Linked DNA regions of Mus musculus: regions 1, 2, 4 and 5 are each linked to region 3. The links are chromatin contacts, called in public Hi-C and promoter capture Hi-C maps. All regions are on one chromosome and are shown on one strand. Each heading gives the region's core, a stretch centred on a gene start, on an enhancer-like site or on the middle of the called end of the contact. The rest is flanking DNA. Distances are from core to core; before and after follow the strand shown.

Evidence for each region. Promoter capture Hi-C pulls out the DNA fragments that hold promoters and counts their contacts. A called contact is a pair of places that touch in the nucleus more often than the background predicts.
Region 1: a Hi-C map of muscle stem cells shows a contact between it and region 3, with 2.8 times the contacts expected there. The contact joins the enhancer-like site here to the promoter of Ndufb4 in region 3. A contact is called at or near these places in 7 of 39 promoter capture datasets (the 3T3-L1 cell line, embryonic stem cells, hippocampal neurons and 3 more), 3 of 484 Hi-C or Micro-C datasets (cerebellum, muscle stem cells and myocytes), 7 of 115 datasets of contacts at active chromatin or transcription factors (acute myeloid leukemia, embryonic stem cells, stem cell-derived neural progenitor cells and 1 more) and 1 of 9 other capture datasets (adipose tissue).
Region 2: a contact with region 3 is called in a Hi-C map of muscle stem cells, with 2.8 times the contacts expected there. The contact joins the enhancer-like site here to the promoter of Ndufb4 in region 3. A contact is called at or near these places in 3 of 39 promoter capture datasets (embryonic stem cells, frontonasal cranial neural crest and hippocampal neurons), 4 of 484 Hi-C or Micro-C datasets (cerebral cortex, embryonic stem cells and muscle stem cells), 2 of 115 datasets of contacts at active chromatin or transcription factors (bone marrow-derived macrophages and embryonic stem cells) and 2 of 9 other capture datasets (adipose tissue and liver).
Region 4: a promoter capture Hi-C map of liver shows a contact between it and region 3, with 1.7 times the contacts expected there. The contact joins the enhancer-like site here to the promoter of Ndufb4 in region 3. A contact is called at or near these places in 4 of 39 promoter capture datasets (the 3T3-L1 cell line, hippocampal neurons and liver), 4 of 115 datasets of contacts at active chromatin or transcription factors (embryonic stem cells and trophoblast stem cells) and 2 of 9 other capture datasets (adipose tissue and embryonic stem cells).
Region 5: a contact with region 3 is called in a promoter capture Hi-C map of hippocampal neurons, with 2.3 times the contacts expected there. The contact joins the enhancer-like site here to the promoter of Ndufb4 in region 3. A contact is called at or near these places in 5 of 39 promoter capture datasets (the 3T3-L1 cell line, embryonic stem cells, hippocampal neurons and 1 more), 4 of 115 datasets of contacts at active chromatin or transcription factors (embryonic forebrain and embryonic stem cells) and 1 of 9 other capture datasets (adipose tissue).

Annotation. Positions count from the first base shown.
Region 1 is chr16:37,439,184-37,442,060 of GRCm38.p6, reverse strand. No RefSeq gene overlaps it. Among named protein-coding and RNA genes, the nearest start is that of Stxbp5l, 56 kb to the right of the region's middle. Within about 2 kb of position 1,335, at least 66 of the 459 cell types and tissues checked have an H3K27ac peak or open chromatin away from gene starts, as enhancers often do. A contact at or near this core is called in adipose tissue, cerebellum, hippocampal neurons and 3 more, where this site is marked.
Region 2 is chr16:37,787,063-37,789,973 of GRCm38.p6, reverse strand. The region is part of intron 2 of Fstl1 (follistatin-like 1); the gene reads right to left. Among named protein-coding and RNA genes, the nearest start is that of Fstl1, 11 kb to the right of the region's middle. Within about 2 kb of position 1,358, at least 194 of the 459 cell types and tissues checked have an H3K27ac peak or open chromatin away from gene starts, as enhancers often do. A contact at or near this core is called in adipose tissue, cerebral cortex, embryonic stem cells and 2 more, where this site is marked.
Region 3 is chr16:37,652,741-37,655,740 of GRCm38.p6, reverse strand. Ndufb4 (NADH:ubiquinone oxidoreductase subunit B4) reads left to right here and starts at 1,373. Exons shown (of 3, transcript NM_026610.1): 1 at 1,373-1,561. The coding sequence starts at 1,382.
Region 4 is chr16:37,502,430-37,505,462 of GRCm38.p6, reverse strand. No RefSeq gene overlaps it. Among named protein-coding and RNA genes, the nearest start is that of Gtf2e1, 36 kb to the left of the region's middle. Within about 2 kb of position 1,677, at least 2 of the 459 cell types and tissues checked have an H3K27ac peak or open chromatin away from gene starts, as enhancers often do. A contact at or near this core is called in liver, where this site is marked.
Region 5 is chr16:37,460,160-37,463,083 of GRCm38.p6, reverse strand. No RefSeq gene overlaps it. Among named protein-coding and RNA genes, the nearest start is that of Stxbp5l, 77 kb to the right of the region's middle. Within about 2 kb of position 1,318, at least 7 of the 459 cell types and tissues checked have an H3K27ac peak or open chromatin away from gene starts, as enhancers often do. A contact at or near this core is called in hippocampal neurons, where this site is marked.

The DNA.
Region 1 (2,877 bases), core at 86-2,585, 210 kb after region 3:
GAAGAGAAAATTATATCAGTCTTATCCAGATCCAGCTGTGAACCTTTTGAACCAGTAATGATCAGCCTGGCAAGACATGCCCACTGGGGCAAGAGTGGCATAAATGGTACAGGAATAGCCGACTGCTTTCTGACTTGAATTAAGGCCTGTTCCACAATTCCATAGCTGGCATTGTTATCAGGGTCAAGAACGGGTACCTGGAAAGGTCATAGGCCCTAGGGGAGATTCTGCTACTATTACTTTGCTAAATGGGCACAGTATTCAACAGACTTCTGGGGACTTATCATCATACCCATAATATAATATAATTAGCACATCTTTCAGTCTGTGTCAGAAAATCTTTTGGAGTAGGTAGTGACTCACACAGAGACCAAGAAATTAAAGTGCAGAGAATAGAAGATTAGAATTATAAGTCCAAAATGGGACATCTATGTTCTTCTTCCTCCTAAGGTTTAGGAATCATTGCAGAAGAAGAGGCAGAGAGATTATAAGAGCCAGAGGCTGTGGATGACTTTAAGGAAACAGTTTCTTCTGGACATTGCAGGGCTGTTGTGCATATGAACTCACAGCAGTTGTGACAGCACACGCAAGGTTGTCACAAGTTCAAGCCAAAAAGAACCCCATCATGAAGGGGTGAGGTAGACAGGAAGTCTCGCCCCCAGTGGAGGTGTTATTGACAACTGAAAGTGTCTGGCTAATGGAGCGTTTTCTTTGCATATGTGCCTCTTGGTAGATCAATACTCTCCAATAGAAAGCCATACGACCAAGAGTATGTAGACAGAACGAATGTAGTTGATGGGTTAAAAAAAATAAAGAATATACGGTTGAGTGGGTAAGGAAGAAGGGATGGATCTAAGAGGAGTTGGGGAGAACATAAATCTGATCAAAACACAGTGTGCAAATTCTCAAAGTTACTTAAAAAAAGAAGAAGAAAAAAAAAAAAAAGCCAGAAAGGGCCTTAGAGGTCATCCGGCAGCTGTGTCTGCCAACAGACGGAGTGATTCATGATTTTCCTCAAGTTTGGCATCTGCCTGGGAATTTACATGATGTCACTTCAGTGCTGACAAATGAGCAGCTTGGCTAGAGCCAACACTTGTGTGGGCTGCTTCATCCACAGGCGTTAGCTGGTTAATTTGAGGAGAAATCGGCTCTGCCTGAGTCAGTAGACTGCGACACTGGCACGCTTACCTGCTCTGAGCCTCATCTCTCCTTCACTGCCTCTAAGACCTCTGAGTCACGAGATTCCTCCGTTCTCCATTCTGCTGCTGACCCGAGGGCAGGCCGATCAGCTCAGTCTTTTCGAGCCTGTCCAGTCACCATACCCACAGTCTCCTCCAATCAGGGAAAAGGCAGAACTGAAACCAAGTCTTGTGTTTCAGCGGTGCGCGGTGTATGTCTATCTCCTCTTAACCTGAAAGCCTTCTCTCTCTGTGCTCACATGTTCTCAGCTCCCTTCTTCCTCTCCCAAAACAGCTCACGGAGAGATGGGGCTGGAGAGCAGGCCAGACATAAAGAAGGAACTACAAAGACCCAGCTCTAAGGAAGAAGCTTAAATTTGGTGAAGGCTACATCTTAAAGCCAAAGGGACCCTGCTTTTGTTATGGTTTCATGGCTGTGAAGAGACTCCATGACCAAGGCAACTCTTATAAAGGCAAAATTTAGTTTTAGTTTGGAGCTGATTTATAGTTTCAGAGGTTTAGTCCATTATCATCATAGTGGGAAGCACAGCAGAGTGCAGGCAGACCTGGTGCTGGAGGAGACTTCTACATCTTGATCCATAGGCAGCAGGAGGAGGCTCTCATTCCACATTAGGTGGAACCTGAGCATAGGAGACTTCACAACCCACCCCCACAGTGACACACTTCCTCCAACAAGGCCACACCTTCTCCAATAAGTCCACACCTCCTAAATGTGCCACTCTCTGTGACCATGCATTCAAAACACATGGCTCTATGTGGACCATTCCTATTCAATGACCCCTTAGTTGTAGAAATGATGATCTAGTGGGACAGAATGCATAACTTTCCCTTAGACTCACTTGACTGAAACTTGTTTCTTAACCTGAGGCCATGAGCCAGAGAGGAAGGAACACCTCTCAATGTTCATCAGGGAGATGAACATTGAGAGAAATCAGGGACACTCCACAACAGAGATAAGCCAGAACAGGAAGAGATATATCTCTCAATGAAGGTCAATAGAACTGTTAAGTAGTCCTGAGTCTAATCTAGAGAAGTCTGGGAGTTATAGTTAAATTCTGCATTGAGGCTAGAAACGAAACAAGCCCTGAGCCAGTGGTTTTCAACACAGCCTTCACACTGGAATCATCTGGGAGCTTGAAAAAGAAAATCTCCTTAGGCCCTATTCTTAGAAATTCTGGTTTAATTGGTCTGGGATATATTGGTTTCATTGAAGTCAGCCTGGGAAAATCTAATCTAATAGTCAAGACTGAGAGCTACTTTGAAATGAAATGATAATATGTAACAGGGAACCTTTCCAGCACACAAGTTTATTTTCCAGTTCTCTGAAGAGAGATGGCATAAAAGTACCTTGGGATCATTTTAGGGCTTTTCTTCAGATAGAAGTTACTTCAGAATTGGAAGGGGCTTTCTTTCAGATAGGCAAGCAGGTATAGGAGCCCCCCCTGGAGTCTGAACTTCACCAGTTGCTGTCTGGAGAAGAGGCTATATGCTGTCAGAAGAAAAAGGCACTCAACTCAAGGTTTAGATCCTAACAGAGAGAAGAGAGCATGGGACTCAGGGTCCCCTGGAGCCCTGGCAGGTGTCTCCCTGTGCGCTCCCTTTGTTTCTGCAGCTCTGTGACTGAAGCTCCAACACCAGCCCTCCTCCTCCTCGACGCTCTCGCTGACCACCCCGAATA
Region 2 (2,911 bases), core at 109-2,608, 130 kb before region 3:
CGTAGGAATCTGTGGTTGAGAAAAGTCTTACTACAAGATACTGGCAGACGGCTTTGTTCCTGAGGGGTGAAATTTAAGCCAGTGTGCATGCGTGTAGATGTGCAGATGTGTGTACATACATGTGTCCAGTTCTAACCTGTACAAGAACTTCTATTAGGAAGGACACAGACATTGCATGGCTAGCTCCTATTCATGACCAGAAGTCAGGGCAATTTACCTGGCTATCTACTAGGGCTTGGAGTCAGGACATGGCACCAAGCACACCAGTGGGCTGAAGCCTCCAGGCTAGCCTTGGCTTGCTTACAAAGGTCACTGGATCTCAGTGTTGATGACAAAGACAAAGACCAGTGCCTGATGCAGCCGACTGCCAGATCAGGGACAGGGGATGGAGGCAGGACGTTCATCAACACCTGTTCAGGAGCTCCTAGATCCTGGTCATGGGCCAGGCAACACGGTGAGAGATGAGAATGATTCCAAACACCATTTCCACACAGCTATTTTTGTAAGCCCTTTGCAATGCTACAGCTGAAGGAAAAGTCGGAAGAAAGTCGGTTTTCTCATGAAAATCATAGAGTTTGGATTGATCTTCATTTTGTCATTGCTGTTGTTGTTTGTAGATCCCTCCCTAAATCCCAGGGGGATCTGGGATATTCCAGCCCCCCCCCATCCCCACCCCAGTGCTGATGCACAGTTGCCAAATGACTCATATCTGTGGGGTAATCAGGACTTGGGATTGCAGAGCACAAAGGCACTTGAGGCACCGCACTTCGGAGTTCGATGATGCACTCAGTACCTAAGAGGGGGACCCAGGGGCCTCTTGCCTTTCTCCACACTGTTTTCTTGGTCCTTGGCCAGCCTCTCTTTCCCATGGCTCCCCACGGGTAGGAAACTGACGTAAGAGCTTAATCAAATATCCTACTTCTAAGTAAGAATATTTTGATGATCCAAATTGCGTGGACTTACAGGGATAGAGTTTACATTGCGGGTCTCTCCCACTCTTTTGAGGGGGATGAGGGGTTAGATGTTTGTCTCAGTCCACACTTGGGGTACCACTGGGCTATTCATCCCAACCTTGTCTGGCCCAAGATGAAGGGAGCTTGCTTGATGCTAGGACAGTAATCTCAGCCACGTGGCCAGCTGTAACTTCTCAGTTCAGAACCTCACAAAGCAGCCGAATCCTGGGCAGGCTCATAATTCACTCACTTGCTTCTTACGTGTGTGGGTACATGCTAGCCCCCCAAGACAACTCAGGGCTGACTTTGAGAAAAGCAGGAAATGAGTAAGGAAGGAACCAGAGTGAGCAGTGCTGAGGGAGTCAGGGCTGCAGAGCCCTGCAGGCTGCTGTGAAGGCGCGGTGCCAAGCAGCCTCTGCTGTCTAGACTTTAGCTGGCCTCTCCCAGTGCAGGAGAGAAGGAGGGAGGAGGGGAGCCAGGCGAGAAAGCCTGTAGCTCTTTGTTCAGCTAATGCAAACACAGGACACAACTTCCGACAGGCTCCAGGCTGGGGGCTGGCTCTATCTAAGACATTTCGTCCCAGGAGCTGGACTCCTGCTATAGGCCGAGGGAAGTTCCGTTAATCCATCCATCATGGGGAGCTGAGGATGATCGTATTAGTCCCTGAGAACTCACAGTTCCCCACCCAAATTGAAGTGAGTAATATCCAAGAGATGCACACTGTAGGGGTGAAGGACTATGTTTAAAAAAAAAAAAAAGATTTTCCAGTTGTGTTATTTTAGCTTGTTCATTAAAAAGAACTAGCTCTTGAAGGGGGCCTCAGGATTCTGATGAAACCAGTTGATTAAAATGTACAGACACAGAAACGGCAGCCACAGTCCAATAGGCTTATGACTCGGGGGTAATGTTAGCTTTGGGAAGCTTTGCTAATCTAAGCTGGTGGGGAAAAGGGCCTTTTCTTCTGAGTGGCAGGGGGGCCCTGTGGCAGGGCACACGCCTTTATGAGTGCAGTGCAGGGTGGGATTGGCCCAACTGACCCCCTCAGGCAGGCATCTGTGCACTACACGGCCATATTTAGCAATCAGATTGGAGTTTAGAGCCATTTTGCAGTTCGGTCTTACATAGTATGGAACAGTTGTGAATACGTTTCAAGGACACAGAAACTGCCTTAAAACATCTCCCGAGTCTCTGGCCATTAGCTGGCAATATTCCCAAATAATAACTGCAGTTCCGCACATGTCAGAGAGGCAGCTGGGGCTGGATTCAAGTGGAGATCATGTGGCTGGAGCAGGCGAGGCTGCAGGATCAGGTCAGGTACTAGAGCCATTTAGCACTGATGTGCCTTGAATAGTTAGTGACTAGGACTGTACAGTGCTGGAGCCATACTACAGGCAACATTCATTGTTGGTGTGTTTTCAGAGTCTGGCTTCTGGAAATCAGACCCAAGGGCACAAACCACTGAGCTTTGACTTGGGGATATCAAACCCTGGGTTTTACATCCTGGCTCTACCATTGGTTAGGTAGCTGATACAGGGTAACTGAATGGTTTCTTCATGGGTAAAATGAGCCTTATAATAGTTACTTGTCACTTTTTGAGGATTAAATAGAAGCTCTCTTTTCTGCCTATGCTACACTGTAGGTCCCTTTCCAAGTTCAGCCGCAGGCTACTTCCTCTGACAGACTTTCCTGGACCTCTGCACAGGGTAGATTCTCAGCCATGATCCACTGTTTCTCACACTGGACAGTTCTGAGGCCATGACCTTCCCTGCCTACTTCTCCTATTAGACCAGAGGTTCTCAATGTTTCTAACGCTGGGACCCCTTAATATAATAGTTCCTCATATTGTAGTGACCCCCCCCATCATAAAATTATTTCACTGTTTCTTTGTAACTGTAATTTTGCTACTGTTGTGAATCATAATGTAAATATCTGTGTTTTCTGATGGCCGTAGGCATCCC
Region 3 (3,000 bases), core at 124-2,623:
AGCCTCCCAAGGGTTTGCGGGAATGCACTGTTATTCTGCTTGTTACTTTCCTATCTGAAAGGATGTCTTTTACTTTCAGCACCTGAGGAGTGCTGAGGATTTAAGAGAGGTGTTTTTGTTTTGTTTTGTTTGCATTTTCACTAAGGTATTTACTCAGGAGTTTCATTCTTTATTATTTTCTGATCTACTACAGCCAGGTAAAACTTGCTCTGTAACCCCACTCTCCTTTTAAACAGTATTTTATGTCTTCAAAAGATAAGCTTATACTTAGGTGGTGAAGAACCAGTCTGCCTCCATCTTAGGTTTAAAAGCCATCTGATAGTAAAGACAAACTAAGTTAAACAAATTAACTTGATGAATTAAAGCTGTTAATTAATCAAAGATTGGGCTATGCCCCACCTGTAACCTTAACTACAAATGGTTCTGTACTGCCTGTTCCAGGAATAGCACTCACATTTTTGTTTCAAAAAGTTAATGTTTATCTTGCAAAAGGTTTGTATGGGTACCTTGTATGACTACCTGCTGTTATGACTGCCTTTGTGTCTTTGTTTCAGGAGACTAACTTATTATGCCTATATTCTGCTCCTGTAACTCCTATTTTGCCACAAATCCCCCATTTAGAACTCCTCTACCTCTGAGCTATAAAAGCCTTCCTCACATCCAATGAACCTTGCCTTAGGAGGAGGCAGGGGGAGGCAGCTCGTGTACAGGAATAAAAACCTGACTTTAATTAATCTGGACGAGATGATCTGAGTCGGTGGTCTTTCTCCTCCCATCTTTGGGGTTAACAGTGGATTGGTCCTAAAGTGGTAACCTTTAGAAAGCTTATTCTCTTTTTTGTTTGGGGTGGGGCGTAGCTAGGGAAATGTTTGAAAAGCAATTTCATTGTTTTCAATGTCTCATTTAATTCCAACAACCTTGCTAGGAGTGCAGAGTCAAGGTCATTTCTCCAGGGTAAGAAAAAGGAAATTTGGGAGACACTAATGACCTTGACTAATGACAAGGTCACCCAGGTTGGAAGAACCCACCCTGGACTGTAGGACTTCAGGAGTCACAGACAACCCAGTTTCCCAGTCTCCTCTAGTCTACTCAACTTCAGGAAATCAGTTCTGCAAACAAGTAGTAGCACAGAGAGAAAAGGAGTTTACCACCAGACAAGAGGAGGCAAAACGAGAAGCAGTGCGCACGCGCAGAATACGCGGGACGAGGGCGTGAAGGAGGATTGGCAAAGGCTCCACCCAGCCTCGAACCCCACCCCTCTCCCGCCCCTTCCTGCCAGAGCGCCTTGTGCGCGCGCAGGCGCACTTCCTGAGCCTGAAGGTCAGACTCGAGAGGGCAGCCCTCATATCCGCGCAGGCGCAGATGTGCGCCGGGAGTCAAGATGTCGGGTTCCAAGTATAAGCCTGCGCCCCTGGCCACTCTCCCCAGTACCCTCGACCCTGCCGAGTATGACGTGTCTCCGGAGACCAGAAGGGCGCAGGTCGAGCGCTTGAGCATAAGGGCCCGGCTTAAACGGGAGTATCTGCTTCAGTACAACGACCCCAAACGCGTGTCGCACATCGTGAGTGGGGCCGGGCGGGACTGTGGGCCGGGGCAGCCGCATCTCGCGTGGGCACACGCGGGGCCGCCCAGCTCCCTCCGTGTGCTGGACACCGGCCCCGAGCCGCACAGCCCTTGGCCCTTCAACTTCGGCCTTCGGCTCAGTGGTCAAAGGGATCGGACGGCTTCCCCCTTGGTTTAGAGAAACTTGTTCCACTCTGCATAGTCTCGGCTTTCTTGTCTGAAACATGGCCATAATATGGTCCTTCATATCTTTTGAGGCAGATTAACACATGACTGACTAATCTAGCACAGTATCTTCCTCGAAAAGGGCGTGCTCAAGCCCGGTTCTCCCAAGTGTACTGCATAAAAAGCTGTTTTGTGCCATTCAGCTCCTAACTCTCAAGGACACTTCTTTCTTTCTCTTGAGAATAGGGGTTGTTCAAATGAAGTGTGTTATAGAAGCTGAGGCTTTGATGCATTCGGCTTTGGAAGCAGACCTCATGGCCCCATATAATAACCAACTATGATCCCTGGGCAATTTACGTAATCCCTCTCAAACCATAGCTTTTTTGTGTTCTCGTGGAAAATGGTGTGCATCCGTCAGATTTGTGAAATCAAACAAGAAAGTACGTAGCATTACTATGTATGTAACATACATCACTAAAAAAATATTTTGGCAAGTGTGCTTTTAGACAGTTTCTTCTGTAAAAGCTGTCTAAATATCTCAAATGGGATTTTTTTTTAAATAAAGATTTTCCAACAATTGCATACATATTCTCTATCATTTTTGAAAGTTAGAACAACCAAGGGAAAGTTACACAAAGTGGTCAGGTTCAATGCTAGTCTCCAGGTGGCTCAGAATGCCAGGTCCTCCAGCCACAGCCTCACATACTGGGGTTACTGCCACTTGAAACCCATGCCTGGTCTGAAAGACATTTAAAAAAATTAAATGTCGCAGTCATTCACAGAGGTTACTGTGTTAGTCTCTTGGCTTTCTAGATGAGACTGTATGGACAGTGACACCCAGAAACAGGTCACACACCCTAGTCTGTGTGACTTATATTACCTTCTGCACAGATAGAGTATCCTCAAGCAGACCTTTGTTTACATGGTGAAAGAGATACACCTGTTCTATACTATAAGCTAGATAGCATGGGATTGTTACTATTTTTTTTTTTTTTTCAGACAGGGTCTGAATATACAGCAGCCCTGGCTGTCCTGGAAATCAGTATGTAGAACAGGCTGGCCTTGAACTCACAGAGATCAACCTGCCTCCGCTTTGTGAGTGCTCACATTAAAGGCATGAACCACAACACGGGGCCTGTTTGTTTGTTTAACTTTTTAAAAGTAACTAGAGTAAGGCCTCAGTCAGATGTGAAGTTTGAACCCCCAGTCGTCTGTTTTTTGATCTCTGTAACCCAGGGAAGTTTCCATTTCGCATCTCTAATAGAAATAGAG
Region 4 (3,033 bases), core at 428-2,927, 150 kb after region 3:
TATAGTCAACGTTATATAACCCAACTGTGAGCTGACAGGATGCACCAATGAGCTGGAGACATGGTGTAAATCTGATCTAGTGGCTTCCACCACTGCCATTCTCAGCCATGCCAGCCATCACCTTGGTGACTGCAGCCACCCTTGAGTGTTCTCCCTGTTTCCACAACACACACACACACACACACACACACACACACACACACACACACACATACACACACACACAAAATTTTAACCATTCACCCACACAGGAATTTTTTTAAAAAATCATAAATTAGATTTATTTTTAAATAGCATCCAGATCTCTTACCCCTTCCAACAGCCCTGTTATGGTCTGGCCTCCACATACCCGCTTCTTCTTACTGTTGGAAACTCTTAGCTTGAATAGACCATCTTTTTGCCTGCCGTGGGTCACTGTCAAGTTACAGTCTCTGTATAAGACACTTGGCCATTCTTGCCTGATACTTCTTTCTTAAGCACAATTAGCACCTCTGAGAAGCTGGTTCTCTGTTCTCCTGTGTATTCTATATTTTCCTGTCTTGTTTGTTTCTTGCAATTTAGAGTTTGAATTAAATGTCTTATTTATGCCCATCACCCCCTCCCCCCCCCAAAAAAAAGAGTATAAGCCACCAGAGGGCAGGCTGCTAGCATGTAGAATTAATTCTACTGCAGAGTAGACTCAGTAAGTGTTGAATGGAGAGATGGGCAGATGAGTTAGCAGTAGGAGAGTATGACCTTTTCTGCACCAAGGCTGATCATTTTGTTCCTGACTGAATTGCAAATTAGTTAATTATGTTCTTAATCAGATAATTATGCTCACTTGTGATTCATGATGCCTAGGGCTCTGTCTCCAAGACTATCAGTAGGGGGTGCTGGAATATAGCTTCTGGGGCACAGCTAGACATCTTGAAGCTTCGGTTCTGGGAGCCATTAGCTTTAATGTTTGTGGGAAGGGAAATTTATTGACTATTGGGGCAGCATTGTCTATATATGTTAGCCACTGGCTAAGTGTGGCTGCCGAATACTTGAGGTGTATCCGACCCAAATGAAAATGTGCTGTAACTGAGTGGTACATACTATACTCATGGTTGGAAGGCTCAGCATGGGAATTACTATGCACGATGATTTTATATTGGTTATATTTTTTAAAATACTATAAATGTGTTGGGTTAAAGAAAAATACTATTAAAATAATCTTAACTGTTTTCCCTCCTTTTAAAGTGGCTATTAGAACTTTGAAAACTCTACAAGAGGTCACATTTGTAGCTTGCTTTGTGGAGTTCTGTGGATAAACATTGTCAAGGGTATCTTTTTAAAATTTAGTTTCACAGGAAAGTCAGCTTCAGTTTTGTGTGTTGACTCGGTATTCTTGGAAACCATAATAGACTTTGCTTCTGATTTTCCCTTTTGGGTGAGACGAGGAGGTTGGGGTGGGGTTCTTGGTTTCTTTCCTGAGGGAAGCTGCTAGAACTGTTGATAAGAACCTAACAAGTTTAACTAGTTCACTGGCACAGTAGTAGGCAAGGGCCTGAGTTCTTGGAAGTAAAGGAAGCCACGCCAGGAGTAGAGAAGCCGAGAGGCAGGAACTAAGCCGAGGCAGCTGGAAGTCCCGTGTGCTGATGTGCTTGTGTTAGTCTAGTCCATACTGTAAGTTAAATTGTTTCTGGGCTTACCATGAACCTTCACCCCACTCCACAAGAGTCAAGGCCACCTGCTGGCTTACTGTAGTGCCTGGTTCCCTTCCCAGGCTTACGGCCCGGCACGGAGATAGTTGCCATCAGTGTGTATTAGCTGAACAAGTATATGGCCGTGTTTCCAGACCACAAATAAGCTATGAAAGGGGCATTTTTTTCTTCTGTCATCTTTCTTCTGTCTGTATAACTAATGTCTGTGGTACTAATTTGTGGTTTCTATCTACAGCTTTGGTTTTTTTTTTTTTTTTTTTTTTAGTTTTTTTAAAAATTCTTTCTTTCTCTCTCTCTCTCTCTCTCTCTCTCTCTCTCTCTCTCTCTCTCTCTCTCTCTCTTTCTTTCTTTCTTTCTTTCTTTCTTTTGGTTTTTTGAGACACGGTTTCTCTGTGTTACCCTGGCTGTCCTGGAACTCACTCTGTAGACCAGGCTGGCCTCAAACTCAGAAATCCACCTGCCTCTGCCTCCCGAGTGCTGGGATTAAAGGTGTGCGCCACCATGCCCGGCTCTTTTTTTTTTTTTTTTTTTAAAGAACATTTTTACAAAGGACATTTTCCCAGCAACTGTTTAAACTACCTAGCCAAAAGTCCCTCAAAGCAATGCATCTAAACTAAGCCTTGCCCATGAAGTTATTTCATGCATGTTAACATCATTCTTTAAGGAGAAAAATGTGTAAAGAACAAAGGGTGGGCTATTTCTTCCTTCACGTTTGTGCTTTATTTAGTGTTTGTACTTTTTTTTACGGCACTGGGGGATTGCCGCCTGGGCCTGATGCATGTTAAACCACTCTTCTATCGCTGACCTACATGCTCAGCCCTTCCTTTCAACCTCCTTAGTTTTATAAAACTCCACTAAGAATTTAAGTTTTCTTACAATGAAGTGGGCGGTTCATGTACTCGTCTTCATGGTGTCCAAGATGCAGATCCTTCTGTCTGTCTTGATACTTGCGTTGCCTTGTCCTGGCACATAGTTTCTGCAGATGCTCATGGCTGGTCCCCCCTTTCCATCGGTTACAAGGAAGGGAAGGAGAAAGAGCAGCGTGGCAGTCAGCTGAGTCACGGGGTCAGCGTAATTTTTTTTTTTAATGGTAAAATTCCCATGGCATTAGTTGTTCGAGAGTGAGCATTTCAGTGGCGTCTGATATATTGAGAGTAGTTGTAACCACCACTACTCGGGTTTGTTGTGCTGTTCCTGTCCAAAAGGAAGGCCAGGACTTAGCAGGCTTTTCTAGTTCTGCCTTCCCACCAACCCCTGCATCTTCTAGTGTATGGATTTACTTTCTCTAAACATTCCTCCTCCTCTTCTTCTTCTTCTTCTTTTTTTTTTTTTATTGAAGATAGATTTT
Region 5 (2,924 bases), core at 69-2,568, 190 kb after region 3:
CTTTCCTTGTCTTCTGCTCCTCTCACTGGGCTTTCTGGTTCCTTCAGTACTGAAACAAGGGAGCCAGGAGAGGTGTGGGACAGAAAAGTATAACAAGAATTAATGTGTGTGGACCCTCATTTCCTCTGGTTGTGGCCGAGAGGCAAAGAAACCTTGTGGTGGGGTACTTTGGAGGCTCCTCAAAAATCAGTCTGAGGGGTGTTCACTTGAACATTCTTCATCGGGTCACAATTTCTTCTGAACCCTCTGAGATCTCCTGCAATGCTCTAACATGCATCTCTGCTTTGTTGTTAGCAGGTCTCCAATTACCCACAGCTACAGCGCTCTGCTGCCTCAAACTACTCCAGGCAGCCTAAAGATTTTCTCCTATTTATCCTGGAGACATCCAGAACTTTCTGGTGTCTTTTGGATATTCTTCTTGCTACACTGGAGGTGCCATATTGGTAGAAAGTGGCCATGATGGAGGGAAGGAAAATACCATCTCAGTCGTGCAACTTACTCTACATTTAAAACAAAATAAAATCTCTAAAACCAGCCAACTCAGTGGCAGATCACTAGGTAGCACGCATGACATCCCTGGTTTAATTCTCAGCATAAACAAATCAAGGCAAAACCTCCCTCAGCATCCTTCACCTTATTTTTAGTGGTAGAGGGATAGATGATCAATTAATGTTCACAAACCAGCTATCTGTTCTGGGGATGTAGCACCTGACTTTGGGATGTGTGAGTAATTGGCATTTATTGCATCAGAAGCTTTGGCCAAACAAAGTCTCATTTTAACCCATGTCACAGACTAGTGAGTGTCTTCTGAGATGTCAGGTCTCATGCATGAAACACTGTGTGTGTGAGTGTGTGTGTGTTTGTGTGTGTGTGTGTGCATGTGTGTCTGTCTGTATATGATTTTTGATTAATGGGATTAATCAAATGACTAATGACCAGGTATTAGAAGATTTTGCAAAGGTTCAAATGTCTCAGCCTCATCTATCAACTAACATGCTATTGAAACCAGATCAAAGATAGTATGAACAGAAGTATTCTTTTTTCTTGCAGTTGTTCCAGATATTCAGGGTGGGGTAGTATAGTTTTATTGTACTTGGGTTCTACTTCTGTCCCTTGAGGCATCTTTTCTTTTCTTTTCTTTTTTCTTTTTGTATTGCAGCATGCGAAGCAGCAGAAGGTAGCTCCGCATTATTACTTATGTGTTGGTGGAGTGAGAAAGAACAATTTCTAATTTCTGCCAGTAAAATTCTTTCCTGTTACTGTCTACTGAGCCTGTGCTGGCAGTAATCATGGCCTCCCTCTCCCTTCCCCTCCCTGCCTTAATAGACATGTGCTGTGTTCATGCTGGATTGATGTAGAGAAAACACAGTAAAACTCTTTTCTGCAGAGGCATTAATTCCTTCCTGAGTTCAGAAATTAGGATTGAGTAGCCTACACATCTAATTGTCTTTTCCGCTGTAAACAGGAGCGAGCTTATAAAGACAGATGCAACCTTAAATGCTCTGTGGCATCTTTAACAGCCTGCATCTCTTTAGTCCTTTTTAATTATTTTCTTTCCACCCTTCTCTCTATTCATTGGCTCACTGTTCTCTGTACCTTTCTTTGTGTGTGGGTGATGCCATCCCAGATCAAAATAGAAGCTAAACATGTGTTAAATGAATGACTAGTTTTATAGTAGAATCTGCCTACGTAGGCTTCCATGGGCACTGTGACATTTTTAAGAGGTCTAGGTTGAGGGCTGTTTGATTAGAGAGCTGTCCAGGTATACAGGTCTGAGGCCAAGAGGCTGTGAAGCTGAAGGGAAAAGCAGAAGGTGGAGGTCCTTGTTCTATCTGATGCAGATCCTTGTAAGACTCAACACAAGCCAGCAGGCTCGGACCTGCAATGATCTCAAGTAGCTACTGTGGGCATGGACTTCACACAGTTGCTTCAAAAACAAAAACAAACCCAAGCCAACCAAACAAAAAAGCAGATATATAGATCATATTTCACCTTGCTCTCAGCTAAATGTATAAATGACCAGTTAACATAGCTCCTGGGAATTCCACTCACCAATGAAGCAGCTTCCATTCAGATTTATTCTATAGTAGTAAGAAATTGAGTAGAAGGTAGCCTGGGGTACCCTCACTCAGAGGCCTGGCCTCTCTGTCCTTGACTCCATACCCTTCCACCAGGGAAGGATGCTCTTTCCTTTGGAAACTCTCTGGTCCATCAGCACTTTAAGCTCTTCATCCCCTCCCTCTCCAGGGCTGTGGGCCAAACCCAAGTCCTTGAATGCTTGCAAGCTCTCTGTCACTGAACTATATCCCCAGTCTATATTCTTGTGGGTTTTTTGTTTGTTTGTTTGGTTTCTGAGACAAGGTATTTCTATGTGGCTCAGACTGCCCTTGAGTTTGTGTATTGTGCAGGCTAGCTTTGAACTCAGGATTCTTTTGCCTCAGCCTTTCAGGTGCTGGGTTATAGTAGGTTATACATCCCATGACTGGCTTCCCAGGTCTTCTCCTCCTCCTCCTCCTCCTCCCCCTCCCCCTCCTCCCCCTCCTCCTCCCCCTCCCCTTCCTCCCCTCCCCCTCCTCCTCCTCCCCCTCCACCTCCCCCTCCTCTTCCTCCTCCTCCTCCTCCTCCTTCTCCCCCTCCCCGCTCCCTTCCTCCTCCCCCCTTCTGCTGTTTGTTTTTTGAGACAGGGTTTCTCAGCATAGCCTTGGCTGTCTTAGAACCCAGTTTGTAGACCAGAGTGGCCTTGACCTCAGAGATCTGCCTACCTCTGCCCCACAAGTACTGGGATTAAAGGCAAATGCCACCACTGCCAGACTCCCAGCTCCTATTCTTAAAAATACAATATGCTGATTTTTTTTTGTTCTATAGAAGTCCCTGTGTTAAGTACAGTAAATTCATTATCATATCTAATTCTCTTAACATTCCAG